Linked DNA regions of Mus musculus: regions 2 and 3 are each linked to region 1. Evidence: chromatin contacts called from public HiChIP or PLAC-seq data. All regions are on one chromosome and are shown on one strand. The core of a region is the stretch at or near the end of the contact, and the rest is flanking DNA. Distances in the headings are between cores, read along the strand shown.

Region 1 (3,899 bases), core at 499-2,998:
AGGGCGTGAAAGATGACTCAGTGGTTAAGAGCACTTGTTGCTCTTGCAGAAGACATAGGTACAATTCCCAGCACTCTCATGGAGGCTCACAACTGCCCATAACTCCAGTGCCCTCTTCTAGTCTCCACGAGCACTTCATGCACATGGAACACATACTTACATGCAGGCAAAACACTCATAGACATAAAATTACATGCACACACACACATGCGCACACACATGCACACATATACACACACACACGCACACATACACACATATGTGCACACACTCACATACACACACACACACACACATACACACACACAGACACACACACATGAATTGACTGGAGCTGGCACCCATTAATAATCAGTCATTATTGACCATTATAAAACATGTGGGGGAAAAAAACCCAACCTTTTATGTGTCAGAGAAAATCATCAGGAAAGGATTCAGCACAGAGGAAGAGCACTGTACCACCAACAACAACCCACATACTGCCAACCTCCCACGTACTGCCAAACCCCCACGTAGCAAGGGCTCTGAGTAGTTATTTTTCAAAGATATACAAGTGACCAATAAGTACATGAAAAGATACTCAGCCCTCTTAACCATCAGGAAAATATAAATCTAAACCGCAGGATACAGGATGAAGCAGGGGCTGGAGACACGGCTTAACATTAAAAGTACTGCTTCGCTTGCAGAAGACCCAAGTTCAGTTCCCAACACCCACTCATGTAAGGCAGTTTACAACTGCCTACAACGCCTGCTCCAGGTGATCTGATGCCTCTTCTGGCCTCTGTGAACTTTGCACGCATGTGTGCATCCCTTCACAGACATACACATACACAAACACATACACATACACATACACATACACATACACATACACATACACATACACATACACATACACATACACATACACATACACATAGTTTTTTAAGAAATAATAAAATTACATAGCAGGAGAGTGTTGGTAAGAACAGGAGGAAGTAGGAACATTTAAACATTAAGATGAAACTTCTAGTCGGTTAGATGAAAGAGACCCTTGAACAGATAATATCATCAGAGAAAGCCACCAGCTACCTACCAAGTTAAACAGGACCTCTTCCACCTAGAAATAGAACTTCATGTTGACTAAGATCAATTTCCCCAGATCCTTGGCCAATACTAATACCCAAAAGGAGAGTCAAATTGAGACTTTCACTAAGCAAAATGCACAGGGAAATGGGAAAAATGACCAAAGCAACTGCTGATTTAATTATATCATCCATTGCCAGTGAACTGGTCACTTGACAGGGTAAAGGAATGGTTTCTTGAAGCTTTGGGTAAGATATCAGCTTGAAGATTGTGTTCTGCAAAGTCAGGATCCTCTTCTAGGCTGCATCATACATCCCAAACCAATAAGCATAGCATGAAGAATGCATGGGTCTGGAAACTGATGAGTGGAAATAGAAATGACCCCTCTGTGTGCTGGAGTGACTCATCGGAAGAGTGTTTCCTCTCCCTCCATCGCTAGACAAATGCACTAGCTAAGGGTAGCCATCTAACCATGCATGGGTGTTTACCCTTAGGTGTAATTAAAGATTCAGTTCCTCATTCATACTTGGCACATTTCAAGCGTTCAATGGCCATATGAAAAAGTAGCAAGAATGTTGGACAGCGCAGAAGATTTCCATTGTTGCAAAACATCCTACCAGACTGCACTGTTCTACCGGCCTGGATCCCAGAGGGAAATGCTTGCATCAGAGGAGCCTGACTGGGACTTCTCAGCGGAATTTAAACTATGCCTATTGCCCTGTCACGTTGAGCTCCTCATGTTTGCAGACCAGCAGGAAACACAGAATCGCTGCTGCCAAAAGTCCTCAGTTCTAACCAAGAGGCGATCATGATTTTGTTACATAGTGACAGGGTAGAGTGTGGCTTTAGGTGACTTACCGGGGACTCATAGAACTCCCTGCAAAACTTTAGTAGCAAGTGAGCAAGTGTGTTGCTCATGCTTTCAGAAGACATTATTGAATGGGGCTCAGAATCCTTAAAGATGGTTTGGGTCAGGTACCCTAATGAGTGGATCCCTGAGACTCAAAGTCCAAATAGATAGATTGTGGTACTTCGATTACTGCTCCAAAGTCCATGGAACTCCGATACATCTGAAACTCCCAACTTCAAAAAAATAGGTGATTAGGATTTTCTTTGGAGCTGAGATAAAAGGATGGACCATCTAGAGACTGCCGCACCCGGGGATCCATCCCATAATCAGCCTCTAAATGCAGACACCATTGCATACGCCAGCAAGATTTTGCTGAAAGGACCCTGATATAGCTGTCTCTTGTGAGGCTATGTCGGTGCCTGGCAAACACAGAAGTGGATGCTCACAGTCAGCTATTGAATGGAACACAGGGTCCCCAATGGAGGAGCTAGAGAAAGTACCCAAGGAGCTAAAGGGGTCTGCAACCCTATAGGTGGAACAACAATATGAACTAACCAGTACCCCCGGGAGCTCGTGTCTCTAGCTGCATATGTAGCAGAAGATGGCCTAGTCAGCCATCATTGGAAAGAGAGGCCCCTTGGTCTTGCAAACTTTATATGCCTCAGTACAGGGGAACACCAGGGCCAAAAAGTGGGAATGGGTGGGTAGGGGAGTTGGGGGGGGAGGATATGGGGGGGCTTTTGGGATAGCATTGGAAATGTAAATGAAGAAAATACCTAATTTTAAAAAAAGAGCATTCATATAAAAAAAGAAAAAAAAGACACTGTGTAGATATTGGAAACTGTATGTAGTATAGAAACTTTTATGTGTACATATACATAGTCTGAATATATTTCTTCACAGTTACACAACTATGACAAAATTGAATTTATAATGAACTCAGTAATTAATATAAAATGGTTAATAATTTTAAAATATAATAAGAATATATAAGTATACTATTAAAATTAACATAAATTTTTAAAAAAGGATTTTCTATTGTTTTGTTCCTGCAACTATGGAGAAGATATGTAGCTAAATATGCAATATTTAATATGAATATATAACTAAAGCAGGAAGGGCTGCTTCCAAACATTATGTTGATCAGGCTTTGCCTTCCTCATGCTTTTGTGCCTGATTGACATCCAGCCTAGGACACTCACAGTCTAGACCTTTCACAAGTGGGCTCCTTACCATTCTAGTGCTGTCATCTTCTCAGTATTTCCTATAATTTGTGTGTGTGCAAGTGTGTATGCATGTGTTCACATGTACATGGGTCCACATACATGTGCAATGCATGTACATGGAGAGAACCGATGTGAACCTCAGGTATCACTCAGGGGCTGTCCACCTTACGTTTTAAATTTATTTTATTTTTAATTATGTGGGGGAGGGTTGCACACAGTGGCATCTGATCCCCCTGAAGCTGGAGTTACAGGCACTTGCTATGTGTCTGCCATGGACACTGGGGACTAAACTTGGGTCCTTTACAAGAGCAGTCAGTGCCTGCTCTTAGCTGCTAAGCCATCTTAACACACACACACACACACACACACACACACACACACACACACACACACACACACACCTGATTCCTCACTGGGGCCTGGAGCGCATGAATTCAGCTAGGCTGCCTGGCCACTGAGCTCCAGGGATTTACCAATCTCTGCCTCCCCGGAACCAAGGTTATAGATATGTGCTGCCAACCAGGTTTTTATACAGGGCTAGAAGTAGAGTCTTCCTGCTTGCATTTCTCTCTAAGTCCCTCCAATTGGCATCTTTTAGAATGAGTTTTATCTCTAACAAACTTCTCCTCCATAGCTTTCTTCAAATCATTCTAACTACTGCCTTTACTCCGATTCTTAAATAGGTAAAATTTTATTAATTATTCATAATTACTACTAGAATTTAATCTCCAGACAGGCTGTAACTTTGGTGGCTCTTC
Region 2 (3,899 bases), core at 579-3,078, 250 kb after region 1:
CTATAAAGTACATGTGACACCCCCCTGAGGATGGATAGTACTGATTGGGAGCTAAAGGACTAGGAAGAGAATCTAAGATAAAATAAGCATTCTGGGTACTTGGGTGAGGTCTGGCTCTACAGATAGCAAAGGTCACTGGGTCGTTAAGAATATCATCTCCCAGGCTTCTGGATGGAAAACAGGTATTTATTTCCTACTCTGAGGAGACACCCTTGAGTGATGAACGTTCCTGGTTTCTCCAGCGTTTGTTTGTGAGCATGAGGAGTCATAGGGTCAGAGTCTGTGATGGTTGACCAAAGGCATGCTGGCAGGAATAGCTCTGAGCTCTCATCTTGACCCATAAGCAGGAGTAATAATGCAAGTCCTTTGAAACACCAGCCCCAGTCCCCTATTACACACACCTCTAACCCTCTAAGCCTTCCCAAATGGTTCCACCAACTGGAGACAACATATTCAAATGTATGATCCTGTAAGGAACCACTCTCATTCAAACCACCACAGCTGGCATGATTGCCCTATGACATAAAATGGCCTTTATCTGAGCCCGTGACTTTAAAAATCTGAAACCCCATCCTCCCTGAAGTTCCCGAATCTTGGTTTCTATCAACATTGTCCACCCTGCCCTTCCTTACTCCCAGGACACACCCTGAAATTGCTACTCAGGGCACAAGGCAAAGGCCTTCTTTTGTGGTACTTGAATGCTTAGTCACCAGGGAATCGAACTCTTTGATAGGATTAGAAGGACTGGGTGTGGCCATGTTGGAGAAAAAGTGTCACTGGGGTTGAACTTTGAGGTTTCAAGAGTGCAGTTCACTTGCTCTCAGCTGCTGCTACACCACCATTCTTACATCATGCTCCCCACCATGATGATGGACCAAGCAAACCCTCAATTAAATGCTTTCTTTTATAAGAGTTACCTTGTTTGTGCTGTCTCTTCCCAGCAATAGAACAGTGACTAGAACTCCAACTTCCAGGTAATACTGTAACAAATGGATGTTGGGCTCAGGTATAGCTCATTGGTAAAATCCTTGCCAGGCATTCACAGGTTCAATCCCCAGCTCTGGAAAGAGACCCCATCTCAAAAAGGCAAATGTTGAAGAGAGCAGAAATGCTAATACTGCCCATTGTTTTGAACAGGAACTGAAATCCTGAGCAAGTCGGTTCGCATCATCTTCTCCACATTAGGAGTCTGTACATTTTTTGCAATCGGCTACATGGTCCTGCCACTGTTTGCATACTTCATCAGAGACTGGAGGATGCTGCTGCTGGCCCTGACACTGCCTGGGCTATTTTGTGTCCCCCTGTGGTGGTGAGTACAACCGCCATTCCCAGCCAGCCCTCTGCCTGGTGCCAGGCAAGCACCCCAGAGTTAAGCCCACTGTTCACCTAGCTGCTTCTGCCTGCTCTCTGCTGCAGCTTGCCCTGCTGCCTCCAAACTTCCAGCACTCTGCATCTCAGTGACTGGGCATGTGCACTGTAGGAAGCCTGTCTCAGACTTCTTCCAGATACTTCCCACTCCAGTCTCCTCCTGCCCATGTATTTCCATGTGGTCTGTGGAGCTGGTACTGCTGGGTTGTGTCTTTAACTCTGTGCTCAGTTTTGAGCACTTTCCTTTCTTTAGAAATCCTCTTTCTCTATTCAACCACAGTACAGACAAGTTCCAGCTACCCACAAGTTCCAGATCTGTGGATTCGAAGAACCAGAAAAAAAGTGCCCTGAGCGTGTTCAGGCTGGTTTTCTTGTTATTCCCTAAACACTACATACACTACAGCCACTCTTACACCATTTCTGCATCGCATTAGGTATTGAGAAACTGGTGGTAGGTAGATCAGGGAAAGAATGCATGCTTGGCATACCAGGGCCCATGTCCAGCAAACTATCTCAAAGGAAGTGTTATACATTATGCTGAATTTGTAAGTGTACTGGCTAGTTTTGTGTCAACTTGACACAGCTGTAGTTACCACAGAGAAAGGAGCTTCAGTTGAGGAAATGCCTCCATGAGATACAACTGTAAGGCATTTTCTCAATTAGTGATCAAGGGGGAAGGGCCCCTTGTGGGTGGGACCATCTCTGGGCTGGCTGCCTTGGATTCTATAAGAGAGCAGACTGAGCAAGCCAGAGGAGGCAAGCCAGTAAAGAACATCCCTCCATGGCCTCTGCATCAGCTCCTGCTCCCTGACCTGCTTGAGTTCCAGTCCTGACTTCCTTTGGTGATGAACAGCAGCATGGAAGTGTAAGCCGAATAAACCCTTTCCTCCCCAACTTGCTTCTTGGTCATGATGTTTGTGCAGGAATAGAAACCCTGACTAAGACAAATTGGTACCAGCAGAGTGGGGTATTCCTGTGACAATCTGACCATGTTTTGGGGAGGACTGTGGAAGGACTTTGGAACTTTGGGCTTGAAGATCCATCCGTTGTTAAGAGCTCTGTCGGATGTCGTGTAGGAGCTTGGAAGATAATGTTGAGAACACTGCAGAAGATGGAGCTCTGGTTTGTGAAATTTCAGAGGGAAAATTAAAGGCTTTTTAGGGCCATTGCTGTTTTGATTGTGAAGATTCTGTAGTTCTGGTTAGCTGGGGCTGAAGAATCAGCTGTGATTAACAAGATACCAGAACTACTAAAGCAAAAACTTTGCATTACTGGGACTATTGATACTGGTTAGCTGGAGCTAAGAAATTAGCGGTGATTAAGAAGAGACCAGCATCATTGAGGTGACATCTTCTGGGAAGTGTTTTCTGAAAGCACAAAGAGGCTGTGTTCCAGAGATGGCCAAGGTTGTACTCCTGCTGCAGCGGGACTTGGTAATATGTAAGGGTCACCCAGGTGGTACTGGTTTTGAAGGCATGAACGGGTCACGCAAAGCAGCTGAGGCTCGGCACCGTGAGAGGCCATGGAAGGCCATTGGTGAAGGTGCAGGCGCAGTTGCAATTGAAGGCCCAGGACTGAAGGGGTCATGCAGTGTTTTGGAGATGCCAGTACCATGAGATGACCACCAAGAGCAGCAGCAGCAGTGGGGTACAGGCATCTGGAGCCTAGAGGATGACGCGTGTGCTACAAAGGGCATGGCTGGAGAAGTGACCCAAGCCCTTGGAGGAGCCCAGAAGATCATGAGTTGGATCCCAGACATTGGACAGTTGGATATTGATTTTTGCTTTGATTGTGACTGTGCCCTGATATTTTCCCTCTTGAAGGAAGAAACTGTTTTAGTGGAGCCCACAGTTAAGAGACTTTTAATTGTAAAAAGAGTTTGGATTTTAAAAGAGATGGATATTTTAAAGAGATTGAAAATTTAAGAATATGTAAAGACTGTGGGACATTTAAAGTTATTTAGATCTTGGGGATGAATAAGAATGTAAGGGTTGAGGCTTACTAGTGATGTGTTTGTGTGTCAAGTTGACAAGGGGTCAATTGTACTGGCTAGTTTTGTGTCAACTTGACACAGCTGTAGTTACCACAGAGAAAGGAGCTTCAGTTGAGGAAATGCCTCCATGAGATACAACTGTAAGGCATTTTCTCAATTAGTGATCAAGGGGGAAGGGCCCCTTGTGGGTGGGACCATCTCTGGGCTGGCTGCCTTGGATTCTATAAGAGAGCAGACTGAGCAAGCCAGAGGAGGCAAGCCAGTAAAGAACATCCCTCCATGGCCTCTGCATCAGCTCCTGCTCCCTGACCTGCTTGAGTTCCAGTCCTGACTTCCTTTGGTGATGAACAGCAGCATGGAAGTGTAAGCCGAATAAACCCTTTCCTCCCCAACTTGCTTCTTGGTCATGATGTTTGTGCAGGAATAGAAACCCTGACTAAGACAGTAAGCAACCCAGAGATATACATGGGGATGTACTTAGATTATATACAAACTTTATGTGGGGTTTATTGATGATGTTTGTTTTGCAATGCTGGGA
Region 3 (3,899 bases), core at 732-3,231, 180 kb after region 1:
GGACAGCTGTGCCTCTCTGATAACAGTCCTACTGTTGGAAGGCCAAGCTGAGGGAGGGCAAGCCATCAGTTCCTAGGCCTTGGGGAGGCCCTAGACACTCTCCAGCTTCTCTGGAGGAGGAAATGAGGTGAGTTTCATAGAAGTTGTTCAGGGGTGCTCTGAAAAGTGTGATTCCCACCACCTAACACCCCCTCATTATGAAAGGAGGTGAGGTAGTATACCCACAGCATAATAAACACAAAGTCCTATAATACTTAGAACAAGCATTTTAGTTGGCCCCAAATTATCACAGTCTTTTCCCATTGTTCCAGCTTAACTATTGATCGTGCTCTATCATAGAGGTCGAATAGCCTTTCCTACACCTGGCTATGTAGTTCTGATTGCTCTCAGGAGTTTGTGACTCACTGGCCTTAGCCGTGTTATGTTGTGTTAGCCAAATACATGCACACCCTCTGTCAGGTTGCCAAGGTGGAATTGTCCAAATTCCATTCCTTTAATTATTGGTGAATGGCCTCTTGCCACGGGCCCAGCCTCGTGTCTGAGGGAAGAGGACTCACAGGAAGGGATAGTGCAAGCAGGAGACACAGGGTTCCGCGTGGCTCAATAAGCAGCCCTCCATTAAGCAGGCCCTGGCATGAGGAGCGAGGTTCTCAGCCTTCCGAGGAGGATGAGGAGAGCGACAGGAGTTTTTCTGAGGTTATCTGTGAAGATGCACACATGTTCTCAGGAGACAGAGACAGGAGAATGATCAGTTTTAGGATAGCCTGGGCTATGTAGCAATACCATGTCTCTTAAAAGCAAAACAACAACAACACTTCACCATAACAAATATTATTATGTCTGTAGAGAGCAGAGACGTTTGTGTAGAAAGAAAAGAGCTGCAAGCAGTAAGTGATGTAAGACCTGGGAAGGGTGGGACGTGAGGGTCCCTCTGGATGGGAGGACAAAGTCAGAGCAGCCCCGGCTGGGAGCAAGGAGTGGTCTATGCCAGACAGCCTCATCCTCTGATGCATTTTACTTATTTAACTTGTGTCTGTCTGTCTGTCTGTATGTATGTATGTATGTATGTATGTATGTATGTCTCTATGTGTCTGTGTTTGTCTATCTGTGTGTCTATCTGTCTGTCTCTGTGAGTGTTTATGTATGCATAAGTATGAGCTCAGGAGTGTGGGCAGGTTAATGCAGAGGGAAACACTGGATGTCCTTCACAATTGCTCTCTGCCTATTTTTCTAAATGAATGTTTATTTTGTATGAGGAAAGGGGGTGCATGCAAGCCATAGCACACGGGTGAAAAGCAGAGAACTAGTGGGACTTCATTTTCTCCTCCCACCACGCTGGGCCCTGGGAGTCAACTCAGCTGACCAGGACTGGCACTGAGCCAGCCAGCTGGCCATTCACCTTATTCTTTGGCATAAACTTACATTAAACTTGGAGCTCTCAGGTAACTTACCCCAGAGGCCTCCTGTCTCTGTCCCATCAGCACTGGGTTCTCAGGCGTGTTCCACAGTGCCCAGCTCTTTTAAGCGGGTCCTGGGCATTTGAGCTCACATCCTCATCCTTGTACTGCAAGCACTTTATCCACAGGCCCAGCCACCCAGCAGCAGCCCCAGCCCCCTCAAGTACCACAGCTCTGGCACTGCCTTCCACAACCCTCCTTCCCACGTGGCCATGGCCTCGAGTGCAGGGTAGAGAAGAAGAGGGCCAGGTCAAGGGTGGGCAGGAGCTTAGGTGTGTCAGGCCAACAGTTAACAGAGAAGACTGCACTCACAGGGCTCGCTGTCTGCTTGGGTCCACCCTTCTCATTCTAGCGGGCTCGGAGGGAAACTGCTAACATTAGGTTCTGGGATAACACTTGTGTTACGATCTTAGGTCTGAAGGCCTGAAAGTGTCGCTGAAAACTGATCTGTCCCAGAACAGATGGCATCCCAGGCACTTCTACAGGGGAGGAGGACTTTGTGGAAAGACAGACATGGTGGCTGCTGGTTTTCCTGCAGCACAGCAGTGCCCTCTGGTGTTTCACGAGTAAAACAGCTACTTTCCAGGCTTCTGTTGGTTTTCTTTTCCTTGAAGCCAGATTTGAACCTAACAGATTTTCATTTGAGAAGTTCCCTGAACTTTGATCTTCCCAGCTCTGGGAATCTGGATGCTTGGGATGGTAAAATGTTCATCCTGGGGATTAATCTCTGTGTTGATTCCAGAACCTGAATTGTTCCCAAAGCAGTACAGGAATGAGCCTTCTTCTAGGCTGCTCTTAAAAACCTCACTAGGCTTGCAAGAGTCTTAGGATAGTACAAAAGGCCAACTAAACTCATGCTCCTCAGAGCAACACACACAGGATACACCTCCCAGGGTGGGGGAAGTGAGACTCAAAATCAGGGTCATTGACCCTCTCACCCCAGCTTTCTAGGCCCTGTGTTAGTCTCAGGCATAGCACCCTCAACCTGCCTACAGACTGCTGGGTAAGATGCCAGCAGTGGATCTCCTTCATCCCCTGTAAAGAACCGCTTCTCAGCAAGGGAGGGCTTGGTGGAAGGATGGACCTGGTGGCTGCGGGTTTTCCTGCAGCGCAACAGCGCCCTCTGGTTCTCTGTCTTCAGAAAACCTAACCACCTCCTGCCTTGACTGAGCTCACTAATTCAGTATTTTTCAGACTTCTAACATCAACACCCAACCACGACCCCACCCCACCCCTGCCATCCTTGCTGTAGCTTCTCTTTAGACATGTTTAAAGCTCATTTGATCCAATCCATATGTTTCCCTTTCAATGAGCATACACTTGATGGCATGTTCTATAACTTTGGCTACCAGGGATCTCAGTCATATTTGAGATTTAACTACATCAATTACATGGCTTTTTATCAGCCACCTATTTTGTATTGTTTTTCACTAATTTATTAATGTACATATCTTTTTGTATTAAGGATCAAACCAAGGGCTTCTTGCATGCACTGTATAACTAAGCTATACTCCAACCTTTAAATGCTTTAAACTTGAAATATAAATTTGTCCTGGCCTATTTGAATGAAATAGCATAGCCAAATACCATAGGCTAGCTTATCTCAAAAACCCAGATCTCATTTTCTGTGTCGTGGCAGCAGAAGTTGGAGTCCCCCAACCACACTGTATCTCCAGTCAGGAAGCAGAGAAATGAATGCTTGTGCCCACCTGGCCTTCTCTTTTTTATTCAGCCCAGCACCCTCTCCCATACCCTGGCTCCACCCACATTTATGGGGACCTTTCTCCCCAGTTAAGTCGATCTAGAAACCTGATGAGGTAATTTGTTAAATCTGCTCTATCTCCTGGCAGGTACACACACACTTCTCACCACCTGCCCTTATGTTCTGGATCCCAGATGGAAACACACACACACACACACACACACACACTTTATATTTTAATATGGTATAACTAGCTTAATGGTTAGGCCACTTCTGAACCTCCATGTGGCTAACACACTCCCCTCCAATATTCCTGAGTTAACACACTTACTAAATCTGTATTTTATCCTTGCTGCCCTGGACCCTTCTGGGGTCCTCCAGGGGCTGCTTTCCCCTTTGCATCTACATTTCAGCCGTCTCTCCCTCCTGCACTTTCCCGGTGTGGTCTCCTACACCCTTGTCATGGTGGGATGCCCTCTTCCTTCTCTTCTGCATTTCTTGTCCAGGAATCCTAAAGGCCCCACCTCTGTCTCCCTGCCCATCCATTGGCTGCTGGCAACTTTATTTCCCAGTCAGAGCCAACTGGGGACAGGGACCCTCAGTTCAGACGTGTGGGTTCCCTGTGATTTTGGGAGCCGAATGAACACAAATAGCATTAGAACCAATCCACAACAGAAATCCCTCACAAATATGCCAGAGATTTGTCTCCTAGGTGATTCTAGATCCCATCAAATTGACAA

Evidence for each region. HiChIP or PLAC-seq counts read pairs in DNA pulled down with a chosen protein or histone mark.
Region 2: a contact with region 1 is called in a CTCF HiChIP or PLAC-seq map of the NIH/3T3 cell line, with 7 read pairs. The contact joins two enhancer-like sites. A contact is called at or near these places in 1 of 15 datasets of contacts at CTCF or cohesin (the NIH/3T3 cell line) and 1 of 484 Hi-C or Micro-C datasets (nephron progenitors).
Region 3: a FOXA1 HiChIP or PLAC-seq map of pancreatic cancer cells shows a contact between it and region 1. The contact joins two enhancer-like sites. A contact is called at or near these places in 1 of 15 datasets of contacts at CTCF or cohesin (the NIH/3T3 cell line), 20 of 484 Hi-C or Micro-C datasets (CD8 T cells, the CH12 cell line, LSK cells and 9 more), 1 of 115 datasets of contacts at active chromatin or transcription factors (pancreatic cancer cells) and 1 of 9 other capture datasets (adipose tissue).

Annotation. Positions count from the first base shown.
Region 1 is chr11:54,179,705-54,183,603 of GRCm38.p6, reverse strand. The region is part of intron 3 of Gm12223 (a long non-coding RNA gene); the gene reads right to left. All of the region lies in intron 2 of 4933405E24Rik (RIKEN cDNA 4933405E24 gene), which reads left to right. Among named protein-coding and RNA genes, the nearest start is that of 4933405E24Rik, 32 kb to the left of the region's middle. Within about 2 kb of position 1,748, at least 46 of the 459 cell types and tissues checked have an H3K27ac peak or open chromatin away from gene starts, as enhancers often do. A contact at or near this core is called in the NIH/3T3 cell line, adipose tissue and pancreatic cancer cells, where this site is marked.
Region 2 is chr11:53,926,715-53,930,613 of GRCm38.p6, reverse strand. It overlaps the pseudogene Gm12220. Among named protein-coding and RNA genes, the nearest start is that of Slc22a5, 37 kb to the right of the region's middle. Within about 2 kb of position 1,828, at least 11 of the 459 cell types and tissues checked have an H3K27ac peak or open chromatin away from gene starts, as enhancers often do. A contact at or near this core is called in the NIH/3T3 cell line, where this site is marked.
Region 3 is chr11:54,000,988-54,004,886 of GRCm38.p6, reverse strand. All of the region lies in intron 3 of Slc22a4 (solute carrier family 22 (organic cation transporter), member 4), which reads left to right. Among named protein-coding and RNA genes, the nearest start is that of Slc22a21, 23 kb to the right of the region's middle. Within about 2 kb of position 1,981, at least 59 of the 459 cell types and tissues checked have an H3K27ac peak or open chromatin away from gene starts, as enhancers often do. A contact at or near this core is called in adipose tissue and pancreatic cancer cells, where this site is marked.